Regions from separate parts of the Mus musculus genome. Here all the other regions are linked to region 2. The links are chromatin contacts, called in public HiChIP or PLAC-seq maps. All regions are on one chromosome and are shown on one strand. Each heading gives the region's core, a stretch centred on a gene start, on an enhancer-like site or on the middle of the called end of the contact. The rest is flanking DNA. Distances are from core to core; before and after follow the strand shown. Region 1 overlaps Fnip2 (folliculin interacting protein 2). Region 2 has its middle 16 kb from the start of Rapgef2. Region 3 overlaps Fnip2 (folliculin interacting protein 2).

Region 1 (3,592 bases), core at 2-2,501, 380 kb before region 2:
GGGAGGAAAGGGTTTATTCAGCTTACAATTCCATACTGCTGTTCATCACCAAGGAAGTCAGGACTGGAGCTTAAGCAGGTCAGGAAGCAGGAGCTGATGCAGAGGCCATGGAGGGATGTTCTTTACTGGCTTGCTCAGCCTGTTCTCTTATAGAACCAAGACTATCAGCCCAGAGATGGTCCCATCCACAAGGGGCCTTTCCCTCTTGATCACTAATTGAGAAAATGCCTTACAGTTGGATCTCATGGAGGCATTTCCTCAACTGAAGCTCCTTTCTCTCTGATAACTCCAGCTGTGTCAAGTTGACACGAAACTAGCCAGTATAACATAGTGAGCCCCTATACCAAAACTTAGTGCATATTTTTGGCACATAGCTGCTTAGCACTTGAGAGGTGGATGGTGCGGGATCATGCATTCAGGTCATCCTTGCTCGAGGCTGGTCTGGGATATATGAGATCTTGCCTCCAAAAGCCAGAAGAAAAACAAGCACTAAATAAAACACCCAAACACCCTCAGAGTTCAGCGCTGGAGCTCTAGCTCCGGCAACACCCTGAGTGCTATCCCTGCCCCCAAGTTAAAAATGTAAGAGAGGCCTTTCCACAAAAAGTCTCTTTTTCAGGGAGACTCAGGAACAGATCTAATGTGGGCCAGGTGTGTGGAGCACAAGACATATGAGGAAGTACAGAGGATTGTGAAAAATAAGGCTTACCACAGAGGTCCTCCCTGCTGATCCAACATGGCTAAAACTTAGCTGTGGTTAGAGCATGTGAAATGAGGCTTCTGGGTGCTGCATGTCTTATGACCCTGGCCATATATAGCTCTCTGCAGTGCATGCTCTGTAAGGAGCTACAGGGTGCAAAGGATTTGTGGAGAAGTTAATTGTTATAGCTTTACATCCAAATAAAAGAGAAGCAGGGGTTCTGAAAAATTCTTGTGTAAGTCCATTTCCAAACCTATTTTCTCCAGATGATAAGATTCTGGTAAGAATAATTTAGTGTTGACCATGGCAGCACATGGCAGTACATACCTGTATTGAGGAGAGGGAGGCATAAGGATCAGAAAATTCAGAGTCATCCTTGGCTACATAGAACATTTGAGGACAGCCTGGGGTATATAAGGTGCTGGTCGTTCCCCCCTGCCCCCCAAGAAAAGAATGTCTACAAATGCTCTTCAGAGTTCCAGATACCTCTGCTTGCAACTGTGTGCTCTGCTCATATGATTTTTAGGAAATGAGAGACCTGTGAATGATTTCAGACGTGATGGCCTCAATCCAACAATAGCTTAGCTTCCAAAGTTCTAAATAGGACTGGACTATTGATGCCTTTACTAAGGTCCAAATCTGGTGACAACCTGCAGACATCAGAGTTAAATTTTAAAAGTTATGTAATGCTTGTTGCTAATGTTTTCCGATGGTTGATAACCTTTTTTTTAATATATATTTAATGTGTATGAGTGTTTTGCTCAAATGTATGTATGTGCATCATGTGTGTGCCTGGTGCCTTCGGAAGGCAGAGGAGGACATTGAATCCCCTGAAGTTGGAATTGTGAATGGTTGTGAGCCACCGTGTGGGTCTTTTATGAGAGCAAGTGCTTATAACCACAGAGCTGTCTCTTTAGTCATGTAACTGTTGATAATCTTAAATTAAGTATGGCTGTCATTAATTTTACCCAAACAGAGGAATCAGCTACAACATTATACATAAGAAAGAAAGACTGTATTTGAGGTCTCTGATACTGGACCTCATAGGAAAAAAAGCAAAAACTAAAAAAACAAACAAAACATTGAAAGACTATCTTTTTTAAAAATTTATTTTATTTATATAAGTACGCTGTAGCTGTCTTCAGACACACCAGAAGAGGGCATCAGATCCCATTACAGATGGTTGTAAGCTACCATGTGGTTGCTGGGAATTGACCTCAGGATCTTGGAAGAGCAGTCAGTGCTCTTAACGGTTGAGCCAACTCTCCAGCCCGAAAGTCTTATCTTAATGCTTGCAGAGAGAGCTAGTTATTTTTCTCAGACAGTGCCCCTTAGGACAGTGAGACTACAGGCATGGGACAACCTCCTATTGCTTTCTCTTGTTACAACTACATTTTATCACAGCTCTTATCAGGGCTACTGTTTGACTCATAGGCTGGGGAACCCCTGCAACCTTCTCGCCTCCCCTCTTTCTGTGCTGTCAGCAGGCAGCCACTTCCTCAGATAACCTTTGAATAGCATTTTTTAAAAGGTAATGTGAATAGTTTAAAATTTTCCCAAGAGAGTGAGATGCTTCAGAGGGTAAAGACACTTGCCACTGAGCCTGAGGACCCAGGTTCGATCCCATATGGTAGAAGTATAGAACCAGTTCTGACCTCCAGGCACAGTACTCCACCACACCTGCAGGCACACACACAACATGTTTATAATTAAGCAGTGTTTTCCCCGTGTGGATTGTTTTGCTCCTTAGCATTAAAGAAGAGCAGTGAGAGCCTGCACCCTACCCACCTAGCTGAGTGCCAGGCTGGGCAGTCAAGTGGCAGCAGGATGGACATCCATCCCATGGTGTACTTGGCTCCTGCACAGGGGATGTTTACAGGTGAGCAGGGCAGGGTTCATGGCAAGGTGTCTGATAAGAGACTCAGTCACCCACAGAGCATATGACTGGGGCCTTGTCCTCAGAGCTAACTTAGAATCCAAACATTCTAAGTGGCAAAGGATTCAAGGTAATAGAAAACATTTGGCTCAATGCAGTAATCTCTGGTGGTTTGTACAGATGGTCACACCCAGGTGGGTACCTCTTGACAGAACAGTGTGAGGATGCTCATGAGTGAGCCTAACGCTCACCCAGGGCAAGTTATGGCCTGGCCACTGATGAATCACAAGCTTTGGCTTCTTTCCTTCCTTCTCTCACTCGTTCATTTTCTTCTCTCTCCCTTCCTCTCCTACCACACCTTTCTCTGCTCTCCTTTGTCTGCTCTGAGTTTCTGACTCCCTCTTGCCCTCCATCCTCTCTCCTCCCCTCTCTTTTCTTCATGATGCTGGAAACTGCACTACCAGGCAAGTGGGCTAGCTCTAGCTCTACGCTACATACTCTACACTCAGTGTGTCTTTAATTTTTGAAACAAGATCTCAGTAAGTTGCCTCACTATATAGAACATGGAGGCCTTACACTCATCATCCCCCTGCCTCAGTCTCTTGGGCAGCTGTGATTACAGGTGCACGGCCATGCACAGCTGTTTTTTCCCTTCCCTGTGTTTGGTTCTCTCTGTCTGTTAAAAGGCCGTATCACTACTGCCCACTTCCTGTGATTGAGAGAAACCCAGGGAACAATGCCTGGCATGCAAAATAAGCACTCCATGAATCTAGCTAACTATTATCTGTGCTGGACAACCGAGTTTGTAAATGTTGCCAAATTTCCTGACTGTCATGCTTGTCTGACGAGTGCAGCTAATATCGGGTGTGTTTTGGCACAGATAGGCAGGGGTATTATTTTATTACACACTGAGTGGGCCTTGTGAGGATGAGCTGCTGTTGAGTCGCTACCGACTACTTCTGACCACATTTCTGACCAACCTGGTTCCAGTCTTCAATCTGGCTCTGAAGCCCTTC
Region 2 (3,244 bases), core at 404-2,903:
GTTTCTCTGTGTAGCCTGGCTGTCCTGAAACTCCCTCTGTAGACCAGGCTGGCCTCGAACTCAGAGATCCACCTGCCCCTGTCTGCTGAGTGCTGGGATTAAAGGCAAGCACCAGCCCTTCTCAAAGGTCACATTTTGATAAATTTATCTTATCTACTCCGAGCTGGAATTGGGATGGCCTTAGGTCCTCCTTAAGCTCTAGGAGTAGCAACAGCATTTGAACTTGACAGCTGAGATAAGAACTCAGGGTGAGGATTCAAGTGGAAGAAAGTGGAAATAGGGGCTGGAGAGAGCTCAGTGGTGAGGAGCGCAACCTGCAGAGCCCCCAGTTTTGTCTCCCAGCAATCACAGGACAGACAGCTCATGGCCACCTACTACTCCAGTTCCAAGGTATCTCAGACACTCTTCTGTCCTCTGGGGGCACCAGGCACACATGTAGTGCATAGACATACCCACAAGCAAAACACTGATACACATAAATAAATCTTGAAAAAAGAAAATAGGTAGGTGACAAGAATAAAACTTTAAAGTACCATTCATTCATTTTAAATTGGCTTAGCTGATGATAGTGCTTTCTGACTAGTAATTTTTAGTGGGCAGTACATATATAACTCTGTGTGTGTGTGTGTGTGTGTGTGTGTATTCACCATATATAAGTGAAAATGTCCCATATGTATGTATGTATGCATATATGTATGTATTATGTTTGCCATATATAAGTGAAAATGTTCCAGCCATAGTTTGATTTAGATTAGTTTGAAAAATGACACAAGGCGTTGTCTTTTGTTTGTTTAGGGTTTTGTTTAGTCAAGAGTTTCTCTCCCAGAGTGGTTTGTAACTGCTCTTGTAGATCACCTTCAACTTCTGATCCTCCTGCCTTCAGTGCCCAAACCCTGCGATCCCTGGAATGTTCCGCCATGCCCAGTTTCTGCAGCACTAGGGCTCACATCCAGGGTATCATTTATGCTCAGCAAGCATTCCACAAGCTGACCACATCCCCAGGCCAAAGCAGATTATCCTTTAGTGCTAGACAGCTCAATAAAAACATGAAAGCTGAGCTGATAATGAAGAATGAGAAAAGGGTGTGGGGAGAAGGTTAGTGACAGCCACACCCTATCAAGGTTGCTGTGAGTTTCGTGCTTGTGGATGGCTGCTTTGGATTTCACTAGTGTTTTTTGAGAGTGTAGGAAGTATCCTTTGCATACTCCTTGTCAGTAGGTTAGCTGGCTCCTCTTCACCCAGATCATGCTGTATTGTAAATCCTTCAGGAACGTTCTGACAGCAAGGTCTCCAAACAATAGGTGGAGAAAATGCTACTGAACCTTGTGCTGCAATTTCTGGCAAACTGCAGCCTGTTCGAGCTGCAGCGTCTCTGTGGCTCTCCTTGCTTTAAGGGAGGGACCTTTTCTCTTTTTTGCAGTTAGAATCAGGTCTTACGTTAATTTCATTAGTATGGATTAAGAAATTAAACTATAGAGCATAGGTAGACATTGAAATGTAAATCATGAGACAATTTAAAGCGTAAAACGATTTCTTTCACGCTATTAACAGCACGTATTGCAAATTCATGCAAGGCAGTTGAGAATAGCATGCAGTGTGCTGTTTACCCAAGTTTCAGCTTCTGCCGGAGGATGTCTATTTTTGTATATTACATCATCTCTGCTAGAGAACTCCGCTGTCCACTGGGATTTACTGTTCTTTCATTCCAATCTGAAAGAGAGCTTGTATTGATGTCATAATTGGACCTATCTTTCAGTTGAAAGTAATAACAGTGCTGTGTAGCAAGTCATGCAATATTTCAAGCAATTTGTCTGTCAAAAAGATCAGTGCCACTTTGTCCTGCTTCTGACTGTGACCATGGGTAGTGTGTTTTGCGCTCTCTCTCTCTCTCTCTCTCTCTCTCTGCCTGTATGTGTTTTAAATACAGTTAACTGAAATTTTGCTTTGTGTTGCAACAGCAAAGATCCCTTTCCTGTCTGCCAGCTTCAGCTTCCCTCATGTGCCCCTCCACCCCGCCCTGTTTCTAGCATGATGTCTTACAAGCTCTTCTCTTTGGACATACCAACTTTTTTATCTTTAATCAGTGCTGAAAGGGTCTTGTTAGAATGGTTATCCGTTGCAAACAGTCTGTCTTAACTATGCATGATAATGAGTAATGAGAAATGTTCTGAGATTGAAATCCAGTGTGAAAACAGCAGTGATCATCAGATGATCTTGTAACCCTCTGGGTGACGTGCTAGCATCTAATGGAATGTGCACATGCTAGATTTTAAGGCATTTGTGAAAGGAAATGGTTTAGTTATTTATATAAGCATGATTTTAAAACATTAAGTGATCTGCATACCAGTGTAATGAATATGTATATAAATATGTATCACTATATATAAAAAAATCCTCCTTATTCTTGAAAGATTTAGTGACTGTCAGTTATATCTATGTGTTTTTAACTGATTAGGAGCAAGCTTCCAATACATTATTTTTAATAACTTTATTGAGTTATGTTTTATATAATACAATCGTCTGAAGTCTTTTCCAAAGGTCTTTTCTTGGTTAAAACAAACACAAACAGCATGTAGCATTACATTTACAATCTTAATGGTTTTTAAGCAGACATCTTGGTAATATTAAGTAAGTCAGTAGATTTTTGAACTGATAGGAACTTACACATTTTTTTATATGTTCTCTGATCATAGCATTTCTCATAGGCTAAAAATATAGGGATCTGCGGGGAGAATGGTAGAGGGGGTGGGCAGTCGTTTATGTTAATGCAATTCTGTGTGGATTGTATGTGCTCAGCTGGTGCACAGGTGGGTGTGATGTTTCCTAAAGTAGAGGGAAAGATCAAGTGGCCCTGAAATGGGAATTGATGGTTTGAATAAGGAGGGCTGATTCAGATGCTGAGGATTGGAGGGTGTAGAAGGAGACAGGACAGCAGTGGTCGAAAGTTAGCTTCAGATCAGTCCGGAAGGTCTTTTGAGTGTTGAAGAATGGGCAAACCTCAAAAGGCAACATTTCCCTTTCACTGGTTATCTTTGTTTGTACTTACTGTAAGAAGTTTGAAACTAGGCCTTAACAGAAGTTCTGGAAATCATCAGAACTTTGGGGAATACCAAGGGAAGCTTTTAGACAGAGGGTGATTTGCTATTTGTTACTTTATGCAATAAATAGTCCTCAGCCGAGTGGGATGGGCAGAGTAGCCTTGACCTTCCTGTTCTTGACATTGGCTTTAGTAAACTGAGGAGCA
Region 3 (3,753 bases), core at 1,215-3,714, 330 kb before region 2:
AGAATGAGTTGGAGGTAGATGGCTGGCCGGCTGAATTCTCGGTATTCTGCACAAGCATTCTGAGTGTCACCCCACGACAAGACAGCTTACCTTCAGCGACTCAGTGATACATGGCCGCTTTTCAAACCTAATTTTCCTCCAGGTCAACTGATGAGACATTTAGCTTGGCCGAAGAAACGTGTAGCTCTAATCCAGCTATGGTTAGAAGGAAGAAGATCGCCATCAGCATCATCTTTTCCCTGTGTGAGAGAGAGGCCGCCCAGCGGGATTTCCAGGACTTCTTTTTCTCCCACTTCCCCCTGTTTGAATCTCACATGAACAGGCTGAAGGGTGCAATCGAAAAGGTAAGGGCCCCGGGCTCCATTCCAGGCAAACACTTAAATAAGGAAATGGAAGGTGATATGATTGTGACCTACTTAGTGGCCAATAGGGGAGAGATTTGCAGTTTAAAGTGACACGTTATGTGGAGATGGCCTGCGTAAGGCGGTCAAAGAGTGTCCTGTATGATGACCCTAGGATTTTTAAGGCTAGAGACCAGGGTGCTGTAGGGAAGGAAGTTACTGGTTTTGATGAGGAAGAATGTCATTACCATCAATATTTTAAATGTATTATAGCATCGTTGTTCATTAGTGAGTCAGCAGGCCAGTCATAGAGGAATATCTTCTTAGAGAGTAACGTGGCTCTCTCTCTTCCATGAAGGCCATGATCTCCTGTAGGAAGATCTCTGAATCAAGTCTCCGAGTCCAGTTCTATGTGAGCCGTCTGATGGAAGCACTGGGAGAATTCAGGTAAAGTTCAAGGTTGGAAATCCAACAGGAAGTGATGAGCAGTAGTATGACCAACTGTCATGAGTCTATGTCTTAAAAGAGTTGGGGGACTGGCCATATTTAGTCATCTTAGTGTCGCTACCCATGAGAGCAGGGTACGTAAAGCCAAACATTGAGTAATAACTCTCTCTGTGCCTGACAGTTCTTAATGGGGTCAGTTTTTTTGTTTGTTGTGTTCTTGGGGTGGGGTTGTTGTTTTGTGTTTATTTTAAAGTGGGGGTCTCACTATGTAGTCCTGGCTGGCCTGGAACTGCCTATTAGACTGAGCTGGCTTCAAACTCACAGAGATCCTCCTGCTTCTGCCACCTGAGTGCTGGGATTAAAGTGTGCATTACCACGTCTGGCATAATGGGATCGTTTTCATCAGAATGAACTGAACACTAATTTTAAAGATGTCTTGTAATCAGTTTCATGATCTTATATCTGTTGTCCCATTAAACTTTGAAGGCAAAGCCTTTTTATCCTTTGTACAAATGTTAAAACTGGGGTCCAAGTGTGTGGTGCTGCCTGTGCCCTGAACGAATGAAGAAAATATGTGCATGTTGTAGAGACCTAGCCAGGGCACATCTAGTGCACATGGGAGCCTGTGGTACACGCCCTGGTCTGGATAGTGAATCGAATGATGTCCCTTCTCAGATACTGAAAGCAGTTTCTAACTAATCCAGAGCTCCACCAGTTGTTGTGAATGAGCACTGGTTTTCTATACCCCTTGCCCAAAGTGTGGTTAGCAGGGTGATCTGCTATCAGATGGGGTCCCCCCCCCCCATGCTCATCTGAGTTCCTCAGAGCCAGTCTCTTAACAGGGAATGGAGTCTCACTGAAAAGCAGTGTGGCAAATAGCTGAGGGGTTAAAAACATTGCAGTTCCTAGAATGTTAGAACATTTCTTGCTGATGAGCTCAATGCTGCTTGAAGTAAAATGACTACAGCTTCCGACCTCCAGCTGTAGATAAGGAACTGTTTATGTTGATCATGTGATGAGTGCCTTGAAGGTGTTGAGTAAGCTGTCTTCATTGAGGGCAGCAGTGTCATCCTGCTGTGGCGACATTCGGAGCTGACTTGTGCTTGAGTGTCTGGATGCTAATCTAATCACACTACTAATCTTTCAGAGGTGAAAACCTGAAAATAAAGAACCAGAAATTGTGTCTATAGAGGACTTTTACAGTTAGACAGTGAGCCCTTCCAGGAACAGACAAAATAATGTACTAGTATTATTTTGGTTGGTCGGTTGGTTGGTTGGTTTTTGAGACACATTTTCAGTGCGTATCCCTGGTTGTCCTGGAACTCAGTGTGTAGACCAAGCTATCCTCGAACTCACAGAGATCCACCTGCCTCTGCCTACCAAATGCTGGGATTAAAGTCGTGTGTAACCACACCCAGCTGAGACATAAATTTTGTAGGTAAATCCTATGCCTTGCTACTATAATCATCTTCACTGCTATTGTTTGTACAGATATGTTTTTAATTGAAATAGAATGCTATCACTTTGTCCCCTCCCATGTACTCTCTTGATAACCCCTCTCATGTGTCTTTCTCACCCCTACACTCTTACGATGATAGACTGCTGCTGTTACATGCCTATATGCACAAATAGAGAAATACGGCTTGCTGAGTTTGCTCTTGTGTAGATGGTTTCAGGGATGACCACTCTGCAGTGGACAAACAATAAGGAGACTGACTCATCACTAGAAGAGGAGGCTAACTCTCCCTCTCCCAGCAGTCACTAGTTGCCTACGGTGTTTAGTTTGGGGTGGGACCCCAGGATACATTTTTCTCACTAGTGTTAATATGTCCATGTATATTGCCGTTGCTCTGCCCTTGTTTATGTGGCCATTTCTAGAAGAGACTGTTTCACTATCTCTGGTATTTGGGCACTTGCAGTCTTTCCACCCCTGCTCTGTAACTTCCCCAGAGCCACATGTGGACAGCTGTGATGTAGATTGACTCATTGAGGATGGGGTCCCCCGCATCTTTTGATCCCTGCATTGTGTCCAGTTATGGAGTCATAGCTTCTTAACTCAGTAAATGCTATCTTTGAGAGTGTGGAGTTTTTTTGTTTCCCGGTTTTGCCAAGGTAGGTTTGTGTTCTGTCCTGATCACTTTCGGTACCCAGCTACATAGTTTAGTCTGAGTATGCCTGCTCCATCTTGATTTGGGAGAGATCTGTGTTACTCATTCAGGGCTGAATTTCCTTTTTATGCCGTGGAGAGTCTGAGTAAGTTTTTACATGTGGGAGCCATGTAGCTTAAAACAGAGCCTGCCCCATCCTCACCGTACCATTAAGTATGTACATATCTGCATTAGAAGTTGGCATATGCTAGTGAGGAGGAGCCATTGTGTAATTCTTATCTAAAACAAGATAGGTGTTTGATTTAGAAAGCCAGCACGTTAACAAGAAATCAGTAGAGTTGAGTCACCTAGCAGTCTCATTTTCAACCTAGCACGTGCTTTCTCTGTCCTGCGTATCTGTGTGTGCCCCACCCACCTATTCTAGATGGAGTCTTACTGTGTAGCTGGCTGACTCACACTCACACTCAGGCCTCCTGCCTGTCTCTTCCGTGCTGGGATTACTGGTATGCCCAGCTCTTGATCTGTATTTCTTTACCATGAGAATGCTGTGTGGAGCTGAGAATGTAACTCGGTGATTGAGTGCTTGTATGGCATGCAAAGAGACCAGGATTGGATTCTCACCACCACAAAAACACCTACAAATGACTGTGTGATGTCCTAGAAACCTGTGCGGCTTCTAAGCTTGTATGCATACATTTAAAAATAGATTTCAAAAATGATTATAAATTCTGAAAAAGGACACTGAATTTTTTAACCTTTTTTATTGTGTGTGTGTGTGTGTGTGTGTGTGTGTGTGAGTGAGAGAGAGAGAGAGAGTGTGTGTGTGTGTGTGTGTGTGTGTGTGTGAGTGAGAGAGA

Evidence for each region. HiChIP or PLAC-seq counts read pairs in DNA pulled down with a chosen protein or histone mark.
Region 1: a contact with region 2 is called in an H3K4me3 HiChIP or PLAC-seq map of bone marrow-derived macrophages, with 4 times the contacts expected there. The contact joins two enhancer-like sites. A contact is called at or near these places in 5 of 115 datasets of contacts at active chromatin or transcription factors (the HPC-7 cell line, bone marrow-derived dendritic cells, bone marrow-derived macrophages and 1 more) and 2 of 9 other capture datasets (adipose tissue and liver).
Region 3: a contact with region 2 is called in an H3K27ac HiChIP or PLAC-seq map of microglia, with 4 times the contacts expected there. The contact joins two enhancer-like sites. A contact is called at or near these places in 2 of 115 datasets of contacts at active chromatin or transcription factors (T-cell acute lymphoblastic leukemia and microglia) and 3 of 9 other capture datasets (adipose tissue, embryonic stem cells and pancreatic islet).

The regions. Positions count from the first base shown.
Region 1 is chr3:79,537,005-79,540,596 of GRCm38.p6, reverse strand. The region is part of intron 1 of Fnip2 (folliculin interacting protein 2); the gene reads left to right. Among named protein-coding and RNA genes, the nearest start is that of Gm36442, 27 kb to the right of the region's middle. Within about 2 kb of position 1,251, at least 51 of the 459 cell types and tissues checked have an H3K27ac peak or open chromatin away from gene starts, as enhancers often do. A contact at or near this core is called in bone marrow-derived macrophages, liver and pancreatic cancer cells, where this site is marked.
Region 2 is chr3:79,160,025-79,163,268 of GRCm38.p6, reverse strand. It overlaps a transcript of Rapgef2 not described here. Among named protein-coding and RNA genes, the nearest start is that of Rapgef2, 16 kb to the right of the region's middle. Within about 2 kb of position 1,653, at least 237 of the 459 cell types and tissues checked have an H3K27ac peak or open chromatin away from gene starts, as enhancers often do. A contact at or near this core is called in bone marrow-derived macrophages, liver, microglia and 1 more, where this site is marked.
Region 3 is chr3:79,489,867-79,493,619 of GRCm38.p6, reverse strand. It overlaps Fnip2 (folliculin interacting protein 2), which reads left to right. Exons shown (of 17, transcript NM_001162999.2): 9 at 143-344; 10 at 700-788. Among named protein-coding and RNA genes, the nearest start is that of Gm36442, 20 kb to the left of the region's middle. Within about 2 kb of position 2,464, at least 35 of the 459 cell types and tissues checked have an H3K27ac peak or open chromatin away from gene starts, as enhancers often do. A contact at or near this core is called in microglia, where this site is marked.